Regions from separate parts of the Sus scrofa genome. Here region 1 is linked to region 2. The links are chromatin contacts, called in public HiChIP or PLAC-seq maps. All regions are on one chromosome and are shown on one strand. Each heading gives the region's core, a stretch centred on a gene start, on an enhancer-like site or on the middle of the called end of the contact. The rest is flanking DNA. Distances are from core to core; before and after follow the strand shown. Region 1 holds the start of ADPRHL2 (poly(ADP-ribose) glycohydrolase ARH3). Region 2 has its middle 13 kb from the start of THRAP3.

Region 1 (3,622 bases), core at 565-3,064, 98 kb before region 2:
CGAGGTGCCTGACCCCCTCCTGCTCCCCCGATCCTCAGTGGCCAAGGGACGGCCACAGCATGCACTCAAGCCTTTGTCTTTTGTTCCCTGTCAGCCATGTGGCATCCCACCCCTCACCTGAGCCACATCCTCAGATGGCCAGAGGCCAAAGCTTATACCTTCCCCTTGTCCTGCCTACTTCCTGTCCTTCAGACCAACAATGAACTCGAAGCCCAAAGGGTTGCAACGGAATTTGCCTTCAGGAAGCGGCTGCGGGAGATGGAGAAGGTGTACAGTGAGCTCAAGTGGCAAGAGAAGAATGTGAGCTTCTCCGCGTATCTCCTGGGGCCTGGACTTCCTGCTGTGGGATGAGGAGCCTGGGGCCTTGCCAGGAAGCCCTGGACTGGGTGCACCAGGTGGAGACCAGTCCCTCTGTCCCTGCAGACCTTGGAGGAGATTGCTGAGCTGCAGGAGGACATCCGGCACCTGGAGGAGGATCTGCGCAGAAAGTTGCAGAACCTGAAGCTATGCCATACCCGGCTAGAGACCAGGACCTACCGGCCTAATGTGGAACTCTGCCGTGACCAGGTATGAGGGCACCCCAGCGGGGCACGGGCTCCCTGGTGGAGCAGGGGTTCTGGCATAGGCCACCCCCTGGCCCATGGGCAGAAGGACAGCCTGGCTGACCTGGGATTCCCTCCCACCTGCTCCTCTACCTCCAGGCACAGTTCGGCCTCACTGATGAGGTTCACCAGTTAGAGGCAACCATTGCCGCCCTGAAGCAGAAGCTGGCTCAAGCACAGTAGGTTTGGGGAGTGAGCAGGAGGGGCGGGGAGACAACTCCCACCACCCCAGCGGCGTGCTGCCTGCTGGCTTCCCTGCTGGCTTCCTGACTCAAGGTGGGTAAGCTCAGCCCTGCCTGCCCAGCCTCATGTAGTGGTGGTGGGTTGTTAATCCTCCCTCCCCAGGGACGCTCTGGATGCCCTGTACAAGCACCTGGCTCGGCTGCAGGCTGATATCGCCTGCAAGGCCAACTCCATGCTGTTGGACACCAAGTGCATGGATACTCGTCGGAAGCTGACCGTGCCTGCTGAGAAGTTTGTGCCTGAGGTGGACACCTTCACACGCACCACAAACCGCACCCTGAGTCCACTCAAGACCTGCCAGCTGGAGCTGACCTAGCGAGGGGCTGAGAACAGAGGGGAAGGCTGGTGGGAAATGAAGTGGAGGTGGGGATAATGAGTCAATAAAGGTGGGGGGTTCTCAGTCCAGAGGGTTCTCTGCTACCCCTGTAGTTGGAGGAGCACAGGCGGGGAACATCATCCCTCAAGCTCCAAGTTCCAAATCCCACTCCTTCCCCTTTCTCCCCTCAGGGGGCCTGTCTCGACCAGGCCAGCACCCCTGGGCTCTAGCTGTGCGACCTCCAACAAGCTCTGCCCCAGTTGGACCCTAGCCTGCCCTCTGGATGCCTAGGAGAGGCCCTGAGGGGGCCAGGGTGATGGGGGGAGGGCTTGGGGATGAGGGGCACCCAGCCCTGAGTGGGGGCCATGAGCGGCGGCTGCCCTGGGAGGGCTGGGGTACCCGGGCACATAAAGGCCTCGGAGCCAGTGACCCTACAGTCTGGCTCAGTGCCCACCCCTGGGGACCCTTTAGTGGACGTCCCGTCCGACTGTGATGCCCTTTCCAGGGGTGGGGGATGGGGACTAAAACCAGAGGCCGAGCCCAATCGAACCAGGGCTGCGGGACCACCCAGGTCACTCGCGCGCGGGAATTATGACTCCGCGCCTCGGGGTGTCGCTGTGGGGCCAGGGAAGCGGCGCCGCTGGGCACGCGTCGGCCGCACCGGAAGTGGCTGCGGATCGGCGCGGATGGCAGTGGCAGCGATGACGGCGGCGGCAGCGGCCTCCGGAGGGGCAGGGGCGGCCCGCTCCCTCTCCCGCTTCCGAGGCTGCCTGGCTGGCGCGCTGCTCGGGGACTGCGTGGGCGCCGTCTACGAGGCGCGCGACACGGTCGACCTGACGTCAGTCCTGCGTCAGGTCCAGGACCTGGAGCCGGACCCCGGATCGGCGGGGAGCCCGCGGACAGGTGGGCGGGCCCGGACGCACTGGGGCACGTGGAGGCCAAGGGTCGCGAGGGACGCTGGGAGGGAGGGAACCGCAGCGGGAGTGAGTGGCCGGATCTGCAGGACTTGCGGGCACCTCGGACTCAGCTTGTTTAAATCCGAGCCCCATCTTCACGAGTCTCGCCCCAGACGTTTGCCGGTTACGGGCCTGGCAACCCCATCCTCCCGCGGTACAGGCCACGCCTAGATTGCCTTGTCCAGTAGTACACCCCTGCCGATTCGACCCGATTTACCCAGTTCTCCTGGATCAGTGCACCACCGGTCCATCTCCACGCAGCTGGGAGTGCGCATCTGAAAACAGATCTGATGGCTGCCTCCCGCGCGCGTGAAGCTCTGCAGTGATTTTCCATTACCATTAAGACAGAATCAAACTCTTTAACGTGCCATCTGTGGCCGGTCCTCCCCTGCGGCCCCAGTTTCATCTTGTACCGCTCTGCATTGCTGTCACATCGTGCTTCCTCTTGCCGAGGCCTTTGCATGTACCGCTGTCCGTTTGCCTGTAAAGCTCTCTCCCCTGGGCAGTCTGCTCATCACCCAGATCTCAGCTCAGTATCACAGCTGAGGTCAAGCAGAGAATGAGTCTTCTGGGAGAGCATATAGAATAGTAAGGGAAAAGGGCCACACCCAGAACCCTGAAGGAGGAAAAGGAGCTAGAGAAGGAAATTGTTTGATAGGAGAAGTGGGGAGATGCGTAACAACAAAACTCAAGAATTTCTGGACGAAGACACTGGTCACTGGTGTGATGGTAAAAGGGGTTAAGTCTCGGGAAATCTAGATTTAGAAAAGCATTTTCAGTAGAAAGTTGAACCTTAGAAGTTAGATTTCAGGAGTTCCCATATGGCACAGTGGAAACAAATCTGGCTAGGAACCATGAGGTTGCAGGTTGCATCCCTGGCCTTGCTCAGGGGGATCCAGCATGGCATGAGCTGTGGTGTAGGTTGCAGACATGGTTTGGATCCCGCATTGCTGTGGCTCTGGCGTTGGCCAGCAGCTGTACCTCTGATTCAACCCCTAGCCTGGGAACCTACATATGCCGCAGGTGCAGCCCTACAAGGCAAAAAAAAAAAGTTAGATTTCAGTTGTGTTTAGGAAGAATTGGAAAAGGAGAAGATAAAAGTATGGTTTGGTATGAAGAGAAGGAGAGAGATGAACTGTGGTTGAGAGTCAGACAGGATGTTGGGACAGTTTTATATTTTCATTTTGGTTTGATGTTAAGATGAGGGAAAAACATTTGAGGTTGAGGTTTTAGGACCTTTTAGGCGCAAGTGGCAGAAAACCCAATTCAAAATAGCCTGAGCAAAAAGAGAATGCATTGGGTGACATCGCTGGGAAATCCAGTGGTAGGCCTGGCTTTAAGTGGAGCTGAGCCAAGCCATCTCAAGACCCAGTTCCTCTCCTTGTTCAGATCTGCATTCTTTTGGGTGAGCTTTCCTCTGGCAGACCCTTCCCTTAGGGGGGCCCCCAGCAGCACCCAGCTCTGCAGCTCCAGCAGAAGAAGTTTCTCTTTGTGGTGGCCCCAGC
Region 2 (3,386 bases), core at 338-2,837:
GTTGAATTGGAGCTGTAGCCACCAGCCTATGCCAGAGTCACAGCAATGTGGGATCTGATCCAAGTCTTCGACCTACACCATAGCTCATGGCAACGCCAGATCCTTAACCTACAGATTGAGGCCAGGGATCAAACCCGCAACCTCATGGTTCCTAATTGGATTTGATTCCTCTGTGCCATGACAGGCACTCCAAAATGTCTTTGTTTTTACCTGAATTCAAATTTACCTGGGCATCCTCTGTTTTATCTGACCTTTGCCCTCCCTCTGACTGCTGGAGGGAGAAAGGACTGCTGGTCCTTTCTCTAATTTTTATTTTATTTATTTTTTTGTTTTTTGGCTGCACCTGCAGCATGTAGAAGTTCGCAGCAGTGACAACAGCAGATGTTTAACCCACTGAGCCACATGGGAACTTCCTCTAATTTTTAGTTCAAATCTTCATTTAAGTGACTTTAGGAGTTCCTGTCCTGGCTCAGTGCAAACAGATCTAACTGGCATCCATGAGGACACAGGTTCGATGCCTGGCATCACTCAGTGGGTTGGGGATCTGGTGTTGCTGTGAGCTGTGGTGTAGGTCACAGACGCGGCTTAGATCCCAAGATGCTGCAGCCGCAGCTCCAATTCAACCCCTAGCCTGGGAGCTTCCCTGTGCCGCAGATGTGGCTCTAAAAAGTTAAAAAAAAAAAAAAAAAAAAACTTTTACTTCACTTTTATTTCATTTTTTAAATTTTATTTATTTTTTATTTTCCCAATATATATTTTTTTCCTACTGCACAGCATGGTGACCCAGTTACCCATACACAAATACATTCTTTTTTCTCACATTAAAAGTCACTCCAATTTGTTTTGAAACTTGCCAGTAGAGTCCTCTGCAGGGTCCCTGGCCTCACATAGTGCCCACCATGGGCTCTGATGGCCCAGCACACAGCAGCCTTGGCCCCAGGAGTCTGCCAGGGGAGGTTAGTGAGGGGCAGGGCAGACAACTCTGGCACCAGGCACTGAGGGCTGAGTCTTTGGCCCTGGGTCCTGGTGATGGGCACTGGTAATCGAGCCTGGATGCTGAGCACTGGGTTCCAAGCAAAGGGTACCATGTCCTGGGTCTGAGCTTTGGGCTCTGGGTCCTAGAAACCAGGACTGGAGCAGAGACCACAAGTGACTTGTCGCTTGGCAGGAGTTCCTGGGCTCAGTAGCAGTGAGCCTGGTGTCACTTACCGCCTTGGGCAGGACCACGAGGGAGGAGCTGCCTAGCTCCCCGTTGTTTTTGTGACAGCTGCTGGACTAGGCTAGAGGAGAAATTTAAGGAGCTGGGGGTGGGGTGGGGAAGAAGGGGTCAGCGGGGAGGGCAAGGCCGCTTGCACAGGCTCACTTCAGCCCCAGGCCCAGGGGACAGCACTTGGAGCTCCAGGCCTCACGGAGGCAGGCAGGAGGGCCCTTGGGGCAAAGGTAAGACGGGTGGTGTGAAGAGTGGTGGGGAACTTTGGGTCCCCTATCTCTGTACCCTCCCCCTCCGTCAACCTCCTGGCCAGGCTCCCAGGCCGAGGCAGCTGGAGTGATTAGTCTAAGCCGAGGGAGTACGAATGCCAAAGGCTTGTCTCATGTCTCAGAACACAAGAATCCAGCCAGGGCAGATGGCATAGCTGAGAGTGAGAAAAAGAGACCAAGAGATAAACAAACAAGGGCATCACCAGAGAGGGACTAGAGAAACAGGACAAGACCCAGAAGAGACTGAATGGCTACACACAGAAACAGGTGTTGCGGGGGGGGGGGGGGGGAAGGGGCCCGTAGCACACAGGCCAGGAGAGATTTTGGTTTTTTTTTTAATCTCTTCCTAGACCTTGCCCTGTCTGAATTTCTCCCCACTGTATCTCCTATCCCAGGGCTTCTCAAGCTCAGCACTACTGGTGTTTGGGGCAGGATCATTCTCTGATGGGGAACTGGGGTGGCTGTCCTGTGCATTGTAGGATGTTTGGTGGCATCCCTGGCCTCTGCCCACCAGATGCCAGTAGCACCCTTCCCCTTAAGTGTGACAACCAAAAATGTCTCTAGACATTGCCAAATGTTTTCTGGGGAGGAAATGCCCCTGACGGATGAGTTTTCCTGCTCCCAAGTAGATCCATGTTCTTGAGAGGCAACTCCTGGTTTCCTGCTCATTCTGATTCTCCTCTCGGGAACCAGTCCTCGTGTATACCTGCCCTCATCCCCAGTGTGGCTTCAGCTGCTTTGACTCTGAAGCCAGGAAAACTGGGAGAACTGCTGAGACTGAGAAGGGGTCTGAAGGTCTGCTGAAGTAGCTGTGAACAGGAGTTCCCGTTGTGGCTCAGGGGTAACAATCCTGACTAGTATCCAAACAGAAGCAGGTTTAAACCCTGGCCTCACTCAGTGGGTTAAGGATCCAGCGTTGCTGCGAGCTATGGTGTAGGTTGCAGACATGGCTCAGACATGGCGTTGCTGTGGCTGTGGCTAAGGCCAGGTGCTCCAGCTCCTGATTTGACTCCTAGTCTGGGAACTTCCGTATGTCGCAAGTAAAATGCTAAAGAAGCAAAAAGAGGAGTTCCTGTCTGGCGCAGCAGAAACGAATCTGACTAGGAACCATGAGGTTTCAGGTTCGATCCCTGGCCTTGCTCAGTGGATTTAGGATCCGGTGTTGCCGAGAGCTGTGGTGTAGGGTGCAGACACAGCTCTAAAAAGCAAAAAAAAAAAAAAAAAAAAAAAAAAAAAAAAAAAAATCCACAAAGCAGCTGTGAACAAAGTCCCTGCCCCCTACCCCCTGCCCTCATGGATTATGGCATTTCTGGTCTTATTCCATCCAGTAGGCATCACAGGGTGTTTGAGGTGCCCTAAGGGGTGCTTAGTGAGTAGCCTTATACTCTTGCCTAGAAGGGAGGAGGGAGAGGGGAGCCCCCAAGTATGTCTGGACTAGGTATTTGTAACAAGTATGCATTTTACCCACAATACTCAGATGTAAGACATGTCATTTATATGTCATTTATTTGTCTGAATCCCATTGTCTGCTCCAAACCCCCTGCCAGCCAAGCTGGTGGGAAATGCAATCCCAAGCATGTTTTGGGAATCCGCTACCCAGTGTTGCACTGGAAAATGTTTACAAATGGCTATGGGAGTGGGCTGAGGTGTTAGGGAGAGATTTGTAGCATTTGCCAATTTCCATGGTGTAAATTCCCCTATCATGGCCAACTTCAAGCTCCCAATTTGATGTCACTGAAGTGGTGAATAATTTCAAGAGCATAGGGAATAGCAAAGGGTAGTAAAATAATTAGGGAGTGGTGCACTTTGACTGTTATTATCCTTTTTTTTGGCTGTGTCACAGCATGTGGAGTTCCCAGGCCAGGGATCAAATCTGAGCTGTAATCTTTTTTTTATCATTATTATTT

What was found. HiChIP or PLAC-seq counts read pairs in DNA pulled down with a chosen protein or histone mark.
Region 1: an H3K27ac HiChIP or PLAC-seq map of skeletal muscle shows a contact between it and region 2. The contact joins the promoter of ADPRHL2 here to the enhancer-like site in region 2. A contact is called at or near these places in 13 of 47 Hi-C or Micro-C datasets (blood, embryonic fibroblasts, epiblast stem cells and 5 more) and 2 of 2 datasets of contacts at active chromatin or transcription factors (alveolar macrophages and skeletal muscle).

Annotation. Positions count from the first base shown.
Region 1 is chr6:92,236,653-92,240,274 of Sscrofa11.1, forward strand. ADPRHL2 (poly(ADP-ribose) glycohydrolase ARH3) reads left to right here and starts at 1,815. Exons shown (of 6, transcript XM_003127788.4): 1 at 1,815-2,064. The coding sequence starts at 1,848. It overlaps TEKT2 (tektin-2), which reads left to right. Exons shown (of 10, transcript XM_005665212.2): 6 at 1-4; 7 at 193-300; 8 at 424-567; 9 at 702-781; 10 at 948-1,473. The coding sequence ends at 1,161.
Region 2 is chr6:92,334,979-92,338,364 of Sscrofa11.1, forward strand. No RefSeq gene overlaps it. Among named protein-coding and RNA genes, the nearest start is that of THRAP3, 13 kb to the right of the region's middle. Within about 2 kb of position 1,588, at least 34 of the 83 cell types and tissues checked have an H3K27ac peak or open chromatin away from gene starts, as enhancers often do. A contact at or near this core is called in skeletal muscle, where this site is marked.